Regions from separate parts of the Mus musculus genome. Here region 2 is linked to region 1. The links are chromatin contacts, called in public Hi-C maps. All regions are on one chromosome and are shown on one strand. Each heading gives the region's core, a stretch centred on a gene start, on an enhancer-like site or on the middle of the called end of the contact. The rest is flanking DNA. Distances are from core to core; before and after follow the strand shown.

Region 1 (7,332 bases), core at 1,315-3,814:
TGTGCAGGTCTTGTTTAAATGAGCATATTATTGAGATTTCATGAATTTAGCTTCCCTGTCGTGTCTAGAATACACTACCTAGCAGAAACTGCCCTGGTCCTCTGACTCCTACAATTTCTGGCCTTTCTTCTGTGATGTCACCTGACTTCACAACAGTTAGTTGTGTCTGGCACCCCACAATCATTTATTGTCTGCATCTTGACTATTTATGGGTCTGTGTAGAAAAGAAGTTTCTTTGAGAAACTTCTACTTGTCTGTAGATATAAGGATACATATTTAAAGTACAGTTAGAAAATATATTAGTGAGAAAATAGCAATAGTGGGTTCTTCTCCAGGGTCCATGCCCTCTTTAGCCACTGGTAGTTGGCTACATTTGCAGAACCAGACACGATTTCTCTCCTATTGAGTGGGCCATAAATCCAATTAGAATGTTGTTGGTTGCTTCCCAAGATGTAAGTGTTACTATTGCGTTTTGGGGGGAGATCTCACTGGACCAGTTATTGTTGTGGTTCACAGACTTTCAGCTGTGCAGGAGTATTGATCAGTTTTCTCCCTTGGCAGCCTGCACAGCTCCTTCAGTACTCTGAGAGTTAGGGTGATACTAGGCAGGGTCAGATCTAACTCAGTACTCCAAAGTCTTATGTCCAGCATGTGTGGTGTCCTCAGCGATAGGGTCTTACTTTCAACTTCTGGGACAAACAACAACAAGAGAAAAAACTTTTAAAGAAAAGTAAATGCAATGTTTTCCTTTAATTTAGTTCATTGATTATCCAAAGGGGGGGAAAAAACAATACCAGTGAACTGTGGGCTTAAGGAGTACATCATATCAAAACATATGACAAAAGGACCTAGGAAGTTGAATCAGAAGTTAAGAGCACTGGCTGCTCTTGCAGAGGGACAGGTTTAATTCTTTGCACCCACATGGAAGGAAGTTCACAACTGTTTAGAATGCTGGTTCCAGGAGATCCAACTTCTTCTACCACCATGAGCACCAGCCATGCATGTGGTACACATACATGCATGCAGAGATGTTAAGGTTTGGTCTTGCTCTGTATTATAATGCTAAGTGTGGACCCCCAAGACCTGGAGTCAGCACATAGACCCAAATGACCTTGCCTCCAAGTTATTTCTCATTAGTAAATAAAGTTACTTACTGCCAATAACTGGGCAGAAAAGACATAGATGGGGTTTAGAATTCCTGGGCTTGGGGTTGAAGGAGAACCAGGAGGAAAAAGAAGGAGAAGGAGGAAGGAGAAACCACCATGAGTTATGTGAGTCATGAAAATGTGGCCCTGGGGGCCAGCCAATTGGAGTTAAGAGCAGCTCAAATGAAACATAGTAAGAAAGAACTCAGGGTTGTGGATAGGAAATAGACTGTAGTAGAATAGAGGGTAGATGTCTGCCCAGCACTTGTGCTGTTTAAGGTTTATTGTAAGCATAAAGGTTGTGTGCCTTTTATCTGGAAACTGAATGATCAAGGCAGGGTAGAAATCTCCTATTGGGATTAAAAATGTCTACAACACAGGGAAAACACAATAGCAATGGGAGTTAGGGGAATAAATTATTATTATGAGGTTCTTATGCTTGGTGCAGTTGGCACTAGATTTGAATGCCATGGGTGTCCATGTGCTGAGTGCAATGCCAAGCTATGCCTAGTCTAGAACTCAAAGATGAGAAAGGTTTGTCATCTTCAGTAGGCAAGGAGAGCTTGGGAGTCATTTCCAAAGCAGTGTCCTCCCAGAACAAAGGAAAAGTGAGCACTTTATTCAGGGACTCCACACATAGTTACATAGGAATCACTTTAGAGCATGCTCAATTAAGAAGTACATTGCTTAACGTATTCAGTTGAAAAGCACATCACTGAGCATGCTCAACTAAGAAGCACACTATTATGTACGCTCAATTAGAAGCACATTACTGAGCATGCTCAATTAGAAGCACATTACTGAGCATGCTCAATTAAGAAGCACATTGCTGAGCATGCTCAGTTTAAAGGAGCTTCAAGAAGGAAAAATGGTGGGTGCATTTTGAAGCATGTTTCCTTCAAGGTCATGGACGGATATTTGAAAGATTATCATGGTGGACAGAAAGACATTGGCGTCTCCTCTGTCCCAGTCATGCAGGTAGCAGTCAGGAGTGCCCTTGGTGTACACAATATTCATCCAAAACGATTACCTGGAAAAAAAGTCTTCTTCCCTTAGGTGCTAATAATATTGTATTATCTGAAAGTAAAACCCACCAGAGTGCTGTATACCCATAATTAGCACTAAAGCCTCCTTAAAGAGGTATAAAGAAAAGTTCAATAGTGGAGATGAAATGAATCAAAACCTCTCAATCCAAAAGCAAATAGCCAAACAGGAAAAACAGAACAGCAACAAGGAGAAAAAGATTCAGAGAGATCTTAATCCACTCATAGCAGTGATTGCATGAAATTAGAATGCCTGATCACAGTCATCAAGAGATTTGTGAGACTAGATTTAAAAAGCAAGACGCAACTCCACCTTACAGAATACACAGTGTGCCTCTACTTTGTGACCTTTGACTGCCGCTGGCTTTTAGCCTGGCCGGTCATCTTCCTCTCTGGCTCCTTATCTGGAGAAGCTGATTAGAAAGCCTGGGCACTTCCTGTCCTGGTGCCAGGGTAAGATCTAAGCCTCACAAGCTCACACCAGTCCCAGTCCCAACCACAAAGTCTTAACTAAGACTTTCCTTTCAGACCTTGTTAGAGGTGATGATTGACAGGCCTTCCTTGCGCCTCAACTGAGCATGTAAAAAACAAAACAAAACCTCTCTACAGTGTGTGTGTGTGTGTGTGTGTGTGTGTGTGTGTGTGTGTGTGTGTGTATACACATTTATTTTTATACTTATATTTACAGTAGGAAGAAAGATTAAAAGGCAGATTGAGCAGTTATATTAATATTCCTTGAATCAGTTTTACAAAGGAAGGGGGACAGGTATCAGCACGTCAACTCACCAAGAAGCTACTACAATTACAATCCCAATGTATCTACAACAGCTAATAGCATCTCAGAGGCCCAGCTTAATGTTTGGGGGTTTGTTTTCCCCCAGGAGTAAGTCCTGAGTGCAGTCATTTCGGGGTGAATGGGGCAATAGTTGCAAAAGAACTGGGGAAGGAGTGGGAAAGAAACAGTGCTGGAAATCAGCTCATGCAGGGGTGGGTAGGGGCTTCTTACTGGAAACCGAGTCAGTCCCACTGGGGACCAATAGGAAGTAGCACAAAAAGAGACCCAGTGTTATTCCTTCAGCGGAGTTCAGAGGAGGGACATTTATACTCCAACCTCTAGTCCTGCTCACAGGTAGCCCTGTGCACTAACCCATGAGACATTACAGATGTTCATCCCAGGTGCCTACAGAGAGAAGCATCCTGGTGAGCAGGAACCATGAACATGAAGTTGAGCAGAAAATCAAAAATGTCCCCTCTCCATCACCGGATTCTTTTTTAAAATATTTTTATTAGGTATTTTCCTCATTTACATTTCCAATGCTATCCCAAAAGTCCCCCATACCCTCCCCCCCCACACTCCCCTACCCATCCACTGCCACTTTTTGGCTCTGGCATTCCCCTGTACTGGGGCACATAAAGTTTGCAAGTCCAATGGGCCTCTCTTTCCAGTGATGGCCGACGAGGTCATCTTTTGATACATATGCAGCTAGAATCAAGAGCTGCGGGGTACTGGTTAGTTCATAATGTTGTTCCACCTATAGGGTTGCAGATCCCTTTAGCTCCTTGGATACTTTCTCTAGCTCCTCCATTGGGGACCCTGTGATCCATCCAATAGCTGACTGTGAGCATCCACTTATGTGTTTGCTAGGCCCCGGCATAGTCTCACAAGAGACAGCTATATCTGGGTCCTTTCAGCAAAATCTTGCTAGTGTGTGCAATGGTGTCAGCGTTTGGAAGCTGATTATGGGCTGGATCCCCCCGGATATGGCAGTCTCTAGATGGTCCATCCTTTCATCTCAGCTCCAAACTTTGTCTCTGTAACTCCTTCAATGGGTGTTTTGTTCCCAATTCTAAGAATGAGCAAAGTGTCCACACTTTGGTCTTCGTTCTTCCTGAGTTTCATGTGTTTAGCAAATTGTATCTTATATCTTGGGTATCCTAAGTTTGTGGGCTAATATCCACTTATCAGTGAGTACATATCATGTGAGTTCTTTTGTGATTGGGTTACCTCTCTCAGGATGATGCCTTCCAGGTCCATCCATTTGAATAGGAATTTCATAACTTCATTCTTTTTAATAGCTGAGTAGTACTCCATTGTGTAAATGTACCACATTTTCTGTATCCATTCCTCTGTTGAGGGGCATCTGGGTTCTTTCCAGCTTCTGGCTATTATAAATAAGGCTGCTATGAACATAGTGGAGCATGTGTCCTTCTTATCGGTTGGGACATCTTCTGGATATATGCCCAGGAGAGGTATTGCAGGATCCTCTGGTAGTACTATGTCCAATTTTCTGAGGAACCGCCAGACTGATTTCCAGAGTGGTTGTACAAGCTTGCAATCCCACCAACAATGGAGGAGTGTTCCTCTTTCTTCACATCCTCGCCAGCATCTGCTGTCACCTGAATTTTTGATCTTAGCCATTCTGACTGGTGTGAGGTGGGGACAGTTAGGGTTGTTAGGCTGATCATCCCTCAGGAGGAAGGAGTGCAGCTACTGCATAGCAGAAATGCAGGCATGGATGGGCCAGTGTTTGTAATGCCTGGTGGTGATCATGGCCGCTCCCCCTTGTGGTCATGGGCTGGTTCTCGTTCCTCTTTGTGACAGCATAATGAACAAGAATAAAGGTAAGCCAGTTACATCCAGGGGGTTTTCGGTTAGACCGTATCTTGGTCTAGATGTCAAGGTCATAGCTCCCCATCACCTCCTAGCAAGTTCTTAGCTTGGACTAAAGGGGTCGATTGGAGATGCCTAGCCAGACGGACCCTCTAACGGTCTTCTGTTACTGCTTTGAATCCTCTAGTAATAATGGGAAGTAAATGTCATGAATTTTTTAATGTGCTAAAAATCAAGTTCACATCAATTCAAATTCACATTAATTCAACTTCACATTAATTCAAATTCACATTAATAAAGTCACATTAGCTCTCAGAGTAAAGCTGAGAAAGGAGTAGTTACCCACTTCCCGTGAAAGGCAACACAAGGCCCAAGGAAAGTTTCCTAGTGAGTGACAGGACCAGGTACATGCAATTAATGATGTTGAAACATTATTATTATTATTATTATTATTATTATTATTATTATTATTATTATTATTTTCTTTGAAAGTATGCATTTTAAGACAGTAATCACATGGTATTAAAACAACGGTGGAGGCTTTGTAAAAGCACAACTCTGTGACAATAGAGGTCTCGAAACCACAGAGTCATCCTTGGGAATAGATCTTGGATATGAATCTAGAGGTTTCCATGAGAGCAAAGCATTCTTACCTTGTAAATATGCACACCCGCGCCCTGTTCTGACCATTGCCAATGTAAGCAGTCAACTGATAGCGCTTTGCCGCCCTCTGGTGGCCAGTTATCAGATAGCGGCACTAGCATCCTGGGAAGGACCCTGGGCTACATGAGACCAGTGTTCCTTTCCCGTTCATGTCATTATGACAGTGCTGACATAAACACAGAGATCTTCAGGATGCTTTCTTACCTTAATCGGCTTCTGCAGTCCTAATCCTGCCCGGGCCATATGGATGAGAACTTCTCAAATCTCAGTGATCCGGCAACGGCCCGGCCTCAAGACAGGGCAAATTCACTTCTGGGTACCTTGGAAGTGTTCTAGAAACTCTAAAGATCAGATTTATTTTTTTAAACAAAGGGGATCGACTTTGCCCGGGTTAATCCCAAATAAGGAAAAGTCAACTATGTTTCTTCTCTGGGTTCATACTTACAGTTAACCCCAATGTGTAGCCTAGAATGTGTTGTGAACAGCATCCAGAATATACCTATCAGAAGTAATCTCATCTGTGTCCCCGCCTCCACCATCTGAGAGACCCAGAAAATAGCCTTCACATGCAAAGGCAGCAGGACACAGCGGGCTAAGCTGTAAAAGGATATCCTGTTCTGAGAGGGACTGGGACACAGCCCAGGTTGCTGGGGCCTGTGCTCCCCCCCGCCCCCCTCCCCCCGGTACTTTAAACATTTCTATCACATTCTATTGTAAATATTGAGAACTCGGAACAAAGAAGGAGAAATGGAGAGACCCCAGGGAGTCTGAGAACTGCGATTGGAGTCAGGAGATGAAATTAAATGAGAAAGAAAACTTTCATTCACCATAAAGGCAATCAGAAACACTAAAAGGACTTAAATAAGTATGCAGTGGGCGCTCAATAGTGCTTTCGTGCCAGCAAGACATCTACTGCTCTCTCAGGCTGAGGATCTCAAAGCTGTGTTTATCTGTCCATGTTTTCAATGCCTATACAGTACACGGGATTCTCATGAGTGAATGAATTAATGAATGTTTCCTCCCAGGACAACTAGTATGAAACCAATTTATCTTTGTGTCTAGATATGACAATAGTTGATGTTCTGCTCCCAAATAAACTCCAAGAAGTACGGAGAAAAGGAAAATTCTAGACTCCTCTAGACACCCTTCAGCTGCCACTTAGCTCTAGAGTGTGTTTGGCGCCACCTAGTGACTGTATAATATTTGAACCATCGCCTTTTGTTGCCAAAGGAGCCTTGCCAGGCCAAGGAAGGAAGGAGGGAGCTAGAGAGAAGAGAACTTCTTCGCTTAGCCAATATAGCCACTAAACAGGTCTGAGGGGTCTCTGTAAGCGCACCCCAGATATATCTACTCTTACCCTGTGTACTGGCTGGTTTTGTGTATCAACTTGACACAAGCTGGAGTTACCACAGAGAAAGGAGCCTCCCTTGAGGAAATGCCTCCATGAGATGCAGCTGTAAGGCGTTTTCTTAATTAGTGATCAAGAGGGGAGGGCCCAGCCCATTGTGGGTGGTGCCAACCCTGGGCTGGTAGTCCTGGGTTCTATAAGAAAGCAAGCTGAGCAAGCCAGGGGAAGCAAGCCGGTAAGCAGCACCCTTCCATGGCCTCTGCATCAGCTCCTGCCTCCAAGTTCCTGCCCTGTGTGAGTTCCTGTCCTGACTTCCTTGGTGATGATCAGCAATGTGGAAGTGTAAGCTGAATATATCCTTTCCTCCCCAACGTGCTTCTTGGTCATGATGTTTTGTGCAGGAATGCAAACCCTGACTAAGATACCCTGCAAGACTTGAGTCCTAAGTCCCATCACCACAGCTCAGGAGTAATTGATCTTAAGAGGTGGGGTGATGTATTAGGACAAACAGGTAATGCAAAG
Region 2 (7,332 bases), core at 2,027-4,526, 82 kb before region 1:
GGCATCTTCTGGATATATGCCCAGGAGAGGTATCTATTTGATTCTGTTTCCAGGAACCCTAATGGGGAGGGGCTGCCTCACTGGCCAGAATATGATGAGCAGGAAGGGTATCTACAGATTGGAGCCACTACCCAGCAAGCCCAGAGACTGAAAGCAGAGGAAGTGGCTTTCTGGACTGAGCTCCTGGCTAAGAATCCACCTGAGACAGACCCTACTGAACACACAGAACACAAATGAATGGGAGGCTCTGCCAGTCTCAGGACCAGCGGAGCGAAAATGGAGCTATTCCACAAAGGATGACTATTCACCAAAGATGGATCTTACAGAGGAAACTGCACAATAGTACAGTATCACAATTTGAAAATAAATTTCCTTTTAGAAATCAAATCTGGGATTGTGTCTTGAGCTGAAAATGAATCCATCCTCATGGGTGTTGGGGTGGGAGGATGAAGAGAGCTACTGACATAGAAAGACACCTTTTCAGGTGAAGATCTGGGTAATGGTTACTGGAATGTGAGGGGAGATAGCTGATTGGAGGAAAGGTAGGATAGGATTATTACCTTATGATTCATCTCCACATAGACAACATTGTCACACTGCCATGCTAATCTCCACTCTGGGCAAGTGTGTGAGCCTAAATCTTCTGAGAATTACAAACCCAAAGAGGACTTTGAACTCATCACAGACTTCTCCACTGATGTTATCCAGGTGTTCATGAGTAAGAATGACAGCATATAGGAAAGCTGGACAAAGCCTGTCTGCTACATCCACTCCAGTAGTGTCACTCATGACAGGCCAAAAGCCTGGACACAGTCCCAAGGCAAAAAGTTCACGGAAACTTAGTCTCCTGGAACTGTGGCATCCAATAGCACATATGCTCCAATTTTGTCCTTGCAAATGGATCTCTGTGCTTTCTTTCAGTATTGTTTTATTATAGGTGCCTTCAAGCAATGACTTGCCACATACCTAAGCAAACTTGAACTTTGCTTCCTGGCCTTCATCAATGCCCTATGAAGTCCTTGAGGTATTCCAATCCTGGGCTTGGAATTCAGTAAGAATGTTGCCTATTCAGTGACATTCAGAATTGCCTCTAATATTGTAAGGGAGATAGTGAAAGAAATCAGGCATTACTATCTACTACATAGAGTTAGAAATTTCAGGGCAAGCTTAGCAAAGTAAGTTTAGAATTCTTATTATAGTTATGTATGGCAAACTACATTACTTATTAGTAGAAAGTCCCCCCCCACACACACACTATCACTTAGAATAAAAGCCAAGTTGCTCCCATATACAGGAATTTACAATGGTTTAGGAAGTAGATTGGGCTGTGGTTTTAGAGTATTGCATTATTCTTGAGAAGGTTAGCTAGAGCAGAACTCCCTAATTAGAACCATGACTTAGGCATGAAAGCCCTTGGCCCGGAGTGTAAAGATCTCACCCTGGCTTCTAAGAATATAGCTAACCTTAAACAGAGCTGACTTTGTCTCAGATGTTTTATTGCCCAGTTCCTGCCAGTCTTTGTGTTTGCATTTCTCTGTTTTGTGTAAGAGTTATTAAGCATCAGGTAACCTCATTGTACCTTGCTGATGTGTCACCTAACTTCCCTATTTTCTTCTGTATTAAAACTCTGGTGCTCAATTTGACAAATTACGTTCAAATACAGCACACTCCCTTGTGTCTGTATTTGTTTGTCGTTTCTCAACAACTCCTGCCCACCTGTCCGGAACCCTGATTTCTCCAGCAGATTGAGGGGGGCTGACTGAGACCAGTCCATGGCACCTGTCTCTGAAGGTCCAAATACACAATAATGCACAAACTTATTTATGTGAAAAAACAAAACCCCACTACCTCTGCAAAAATAGTATGGGAGCCTCTCTTCCCAGAGCTCTTTTGAAGACCCACTGAGGCCAGGCAAGCAGAGCTTTAATGTTTCCCTAAGTCGAGTGCAAGACCCAGTCCTGGGTGAAGGCACTAGGGATCTTTTGGTACCTGAGAGAGGCAGGATTACTGAGAGGATCCCAATTCCAAGACTGGGGACACGAGGTCTCACTAAGGTTAGGACTAGATCAGAGCTACAAAGACAGATCCCAGAACCTGCCATTTCATCAGCAGATGCAAGGTAACATCTAACTGAAGTCTACTTGTAGTGGAAAGTAAAAGTATGGAAAGAGACCCTCTGGGAGGGTCAGGTGAACAGAGTGGAAGGACCTGGAAAAAAAGGACAAAGATGGAAGAGAATAAGTTACAGTAATGAGCAATTTTTCAGCTTCCTGTAATTTATACAACTCTGCTTCAAAATGCAATGTATAATATGGAAAGATTTGAATATTGCATACCAAGCACAACTCCTAAACGTTTTTTTTTTTTTTTGCAGTGCCAGGCATTAAATTTTTTTAAAAAGAGGTTTCATAGTAATTGATTGCTGGAGATAAATGATTCTCGCTTTCAAAGAAAGCTAACTTGGAAAATGGCAGAAGAAATAAATGAACGTTTGGGAAAGTAGTGAATGGAATTCACCTTGTTAATAACTTTGCTAAATAAAATAGCCTTAAACATATTAGTTAACAATGGTCTCGAGACTGGATTTTAAAGCCCAAACCCAATTATGTGCTGAGTAACACAGTGCCTGACTCCACTTTGCGACCTCTATCTCCATATCTGGAAAAGCTGATTAGAAAGCCTGGGCACTTCCTGTCCTGGTGCCAGTGTAAGATCCAAGCCTCACAAGCTCACCCTGGCTTTAGTCCCAACAACAAAAGTCCTAAGCCACTGGCCTTTCCTTTCTGATTGAAAGTTTTGTCCTGTCCACCACACTGTGGCTAAGACTGCCACGCTGCATGTAAGAAGACTGTGCAATTTCTTTAAGGGAGGGGAGGTGTGGTTAGTATACATTCCCAGTAGAGACACACACAGTGGAAAAGAGAGAGAGATAATCCAAAGGCAGGAGACAAGTATACCAAACAGATACTGAAAGAACATGTGGTGGCTATGTGAATATCATGTTAACAGATACTGCAAGAAACAGCATTACAGGGTAAAAATAGGGTCCATTCTCCAATAAAACATGAAAGTCTTCAGTGTGGGTACACATAACCATAATCATACAGGCTTTGCATGACATGTTTGTTACCTCCCCCATAAACACACACACAGACACATCCCAAGATAAAGTTGAGTGTTGTTGTGATTTTCAGAAGTTCTCAGGATTGACATGGAAGGGAGAGAGAAGAGAGGCCAGAGGTCAACCACTGGCAGTGTGGAGCAACGGAAGAATAAGGCAGTCCATGGGACAAATGGGAGGTGGTATAGCATGGTCAGAGATCCCTAGAACAGAAGAGGGTGAGTTATGTATGTACATGAATGGCACCTGGACATCTATTTACTTTGACAATCTGATCCAAACTTCTTGTAGAAGATCACTGTATGAGCAGAGTAGTGTACATACAGCCTAATTTTCTAAAAAGTTCTCCAAATCATTTTGTTAATGTCCTTGACACTGAATATGCACTTTAACTAACAACTTTTAACATGATACCTTCATCTTTCAATGTTGATTAGGGCATCCCCACATTTTCACAAAATAGGGTGTTTCCAAGGCCAGGCTCTTTCAACCACTCCTAAATCCTGCAAGCATATGTCCCTAACAGGCTTCCTCAGCTTATCAAGCAGCAACTTGTTCTATTTTCCACCACAGTAGAATTTTATTTTATTTTTTTCTGAGAAAGCTTGCCCTACCAACAACCAGCATTGATCCTTTTCTCTTGTTCCATGACAGCAACCAGAGCCAACACCAGTCTTATTGACCTGAGTATTTCCCAGTGTCCAGCAGAGGGCAGCATAGGAATAAAAGAACATGGTTTCCTTCACAGCACCAAAGAGGCTGCTGGTATATGGCTGAGATGGTATAGATCCAGACAAGACTAGAAGCCTTAACACAAAGACACATTAGAAGCAAAACCTCAGTGTGGTGGTACATGTTTGTCATCTCAGCACCTAGGATGCAGAGATGGGAGAATCAGAAGTTCAAGGCCAGCCATGCCTGAAACCCTGACTCAAAACAAATATTAGAAACCAGTATCATCAAATGGGTTGGCTGTTTTCTCCAGAATATGTAGAATATGTGCTTCACAAGCATCTGAGACTGAAGATCCACAAGTTTCTAATTTCAAATCTTTGCATTTTATTTTACTATGGAGAAAACTACATTTTGGCAAATGTCTGATAAATGATGAATACTGTGGAGAGATCAAATGGACTTAGCATAGAAACGTTTGTTCCCAAAGTGTGGAGGAGACACTGAAGGAACAGCCATCCAGAGACTGCCCCACCTGGGAATCCATCCCATATACAGACACCAATTCCAGACACTATTGAGGATGCCAAAAAGTGCTTGCTGACAAGAACCTGATATACCAGCTCCTTAGAAGCTCTGCTAGAGCCTGACAAATACAGAGGTGGATGCTAGCAGTCAAACATTGGACTTAGCACGGGGTTCCCAATGGAAGAGTTAGAGGAAGGACTAAAGGAGCTGAAGGAGTTTGCCACTCCATAGGAAGAACAACAATATCAACCAACCAGACTCCCCAGAGTTCCCAGGGACCAAACCACCAACCTAAGAGTACACATGGTGGGACCCATGGCTCCAGTCACATATGTAGCAAAAGATGGCATTGTCTGGCATCAGTAGGAGGAGAGCTTTGTTAATCTACAACAAGTTGCTTGGTTATGAGTGTACATTATAATTGTATACTGGTTGAAAGATTTTGCTGGGATAGTTAAGGGATGGAAGAAAAAAATAAAGTAAGGAGTGGTGTGGTATGGCCAGAAAATCATAGGAGAGGCCCCTGGTTCTGTGAAACTCCGTTCCCCGGTGTAAGGGAATGCCAGGGCAGTGGGGTAGGAGTGGGAAGGGGGGAGGGGGTGCACCCTCACAGAATCAGGGGCAGGGGGGATGGGATAGGGTGGTTCTTGAGGGGAAACCAGGAAGGAGGATAACAGTTGAAATAAAATACATAAAACATCCAATAAATTTAAATTTAAAAAAAGATGAGACATATGGAGGTATAAAAGGATGAAGGGAACAGCTTACCTTTCTGGGGCCAGGAGCACTGTTGCCACTAAAATTCCTAGACAAGGCTATGCTAGGATACTCTTACCTAACTGTTTGGAAAGATAAGCACTTATCTGTATATCAGATCCATGCCATTGCCCCCAGTATCCCAGTGTGGAACCTCACTGAGCACTAAGACTAAGGAGGGATGGTTGAGATGGACCAGGCCAAGCGAGGGTGGAGAAAGAGTTAAAGGTGTTTTGAGGAAAAAGCAAACCCTTGGGGAGGAGCTGTGCAGTGTGAGCGGCTTCTGAGGTCCCTGATGCCAGTTGCTGGATAGATCTGGTGAGGAACACAAAGGCAAGAAGCCAAAGCTGAAAGAAGCCGCTCCAGAAGGAGATGGAATGATATTCCTCTGACTGACTCAGAGTTTTATATGGAGCCCTTAACTTTTCCTTTTCCCTTCTTCCCCAAGTGTGGAAAAAAAAAAACCAAAACAAAACAATACAAAACAAACAAACAAAAAAACTAATGAGGAAACCTAGGGCTTTCCTCCTCTTACTCAAGATTCAGAAAGCTCCCAGCCATATAAAAGTGCACTGGAAATTGTCCTTTTCTTCCCTTGACCCTCATTAGGACCGCCTTCATCACGACCATGAAGTTTAGCTGTGCTGAGTTTTCAAGAAATGTCAACTTTCCATGTTAACTTTGTTAACGATTCCTTGTCATCTAAAGGTGTGTTGTTCAATATTCACGAGTTTATGTCTCTTCTCTAGATTCTTTTGCTGTTGATTTCTAGGTTCGTTTCATTGTCAGATATAAAACAAAAAAAATGCGTCAGTTTTTTTTTTTTCTCATTTGTTAAGGTCTGCTCTGGGTATCGTATTATCTATTATAGAGGAAGTCTCATGAGCTGCTGAGAAGATTCTGGGCTCTGGAGTATTTGGATGGGATGCCCTGCAGAAGTCTCTTAGGTCCATTTGACTTATATTAATGTCATTTACCTCAGATGGTTCTCTGGTTTTAGGTCAAGGTACTCTATATAGTGGTGACAGTGGAGTGCTAATGTCACCCACTATAATTCCCTTGGGTTCAATCTATTTAAAACAAATACTTTTTTTTTCATTTAGAAACTTGTAGTGCTGATATTTTGGTGTATAAATGTTCAGAATTGTCACATCTTCATGATGAATTTTTCCCTTAATCAATATAAAGTAACCTTCTCTGTGACTCCTGACAAATACCAATTTGATGTCTTTCAGATGGGGAACAAAGAGAATTTCTTCCTTTCTGCTTCTACCTTCTTGAAAAGCCTTCTCCATCATTTGATCCTAGGCTCTCTTTGTCTTCCATGGTAACACTCACTCCTTGGAGGCAACAAACAGGTGGATCCCGATTTCTTTTCTATCTGATCTCCTAGTCTGCATCTTTTGTCTAGAGACTCTCGAGCATTATTATTCATGTCCATTTGTTGTTTTTGTAATGTTGGGTATCACTCCTCTTTGTTTGGTTCACTACTATACTGGTATAATTTATTCTTTCCTGTGGTTTCTTGGAAGTATTCATTTTCCTCTCCAGTGTGTAGGGATTCATTAGGTCTTTGTCAGTGTCTGCACGTTCTAATTCAGTTTCTTGTTATCCATTCCTGATAGTCTATCTCCTACTTGACCCATTGTATTAAAAAGATTATATTTGACTTGGGCTAGTTTCACATTTAACATTTTAGTTTCTTTTTTTTTTCATTATTTCTTATGAAATTTTTTTCATATGCACACTGAATTCCTTATTACATCCAAATGTTTGGGTGCTTTGTTAAAAATTAAATTATTTAGTTTTTATAATTCAATATATATTATGTTATCAAAATCCCCCAAGTATTCTTTTTACCTTCTCCATGTCCAACCATTTTAAAAATTAAAATATAATTACATCATTTCCCCCTCTCCTTTTCTCCCTCCAACACTTCTCATGTACTTCCATCCTTTTTCTTAATTTAATTGTTGAATAAATATACAAACACACATACACTATATATATACATATATGACATATATATATATATATGACTATGGAAGCCACCCCAACATCTGGATAGGCCCACCATGCCAATGTCCTAACAGCCACTTCAGAACATTCATCATTGGAGCTTAGTAATTGGTAGAGTTGAGAGGAACAGGGATATTATAGTGTGGACTGAGCTATAATTTGATCAGGTTGGGAACAGAATGGAAACAGGCTGTGGAAATATAGGTATTATATCAAGTGAAGGAAAATATAGAGGT

The links. A called contact is a pair of places that touch in the nucleus more often than the background predicts.
Region 2: a Hi-C map of the N1E-115 cell line shows a contact between it and region 1, with 22 times the contacts expected there. The contact joins two enhancer-like sites. A contact is called at or near these places in 2 of 39 promoter capture datasets (embryonic stem cells and hippocampal neurons), 6 of 15 datasets of contacts at CTCF or cohesin (CD8 T cells, the NIH/3T3 cell line, embryonic stem cells and 1 more), 176 of 484 Hi-C or Micro-C datasets (the AML12 cell line, the AtT-20 cell line, the BV-2 cell line and 81 more), 19 of 115 datasets of contacts at active chromatin or transcription factors (the NIH/3T3 cell line, PVALB interneurons, astrocytes and 7 more) and 1 of 9 other capture datasets (embryonic stem cells).

The regions. Positions count from the first base shown.
Region 1 is chr8:93,009,838-93,017,169 of GRCm38.p6, reverse strand. No RefSeq gene overlaps it. Among named protein-coding and RNA genes, the nearest start is that of Ces1a, 35 kb to the left of the region's middle. Within about 2 kb of position 2,564, at least 7 of the 459 cell types and tissues checked have an H3K27ac peak or open chromatin away from gene starts, as enhancers often do. A contact at or near this core is called in the N1E-115 cell line, where this site is marked.
Region 2 is chr8:93,092,070-93,099,401 of GRCm38.p6, reverse strand. Ces1c (carboxylesterase 1C) reads left to right here. Exons shown (of 13, transcript NM_007954.4): 13 at 54-387. The coding sequence ends at 237. Among named protein-coding and RNA genes, the nearest start is that of Ces1b, 16 kb to the right of the region's middle. Within about 2 kb of position 3,276, at least 3 of the 459 cell types and tissues checked have an H3K27ac peak or open chromatin away from gene starts, as enhancers often do. A contact at or near this core is called in the N1E-115 cell line, where this site is marked.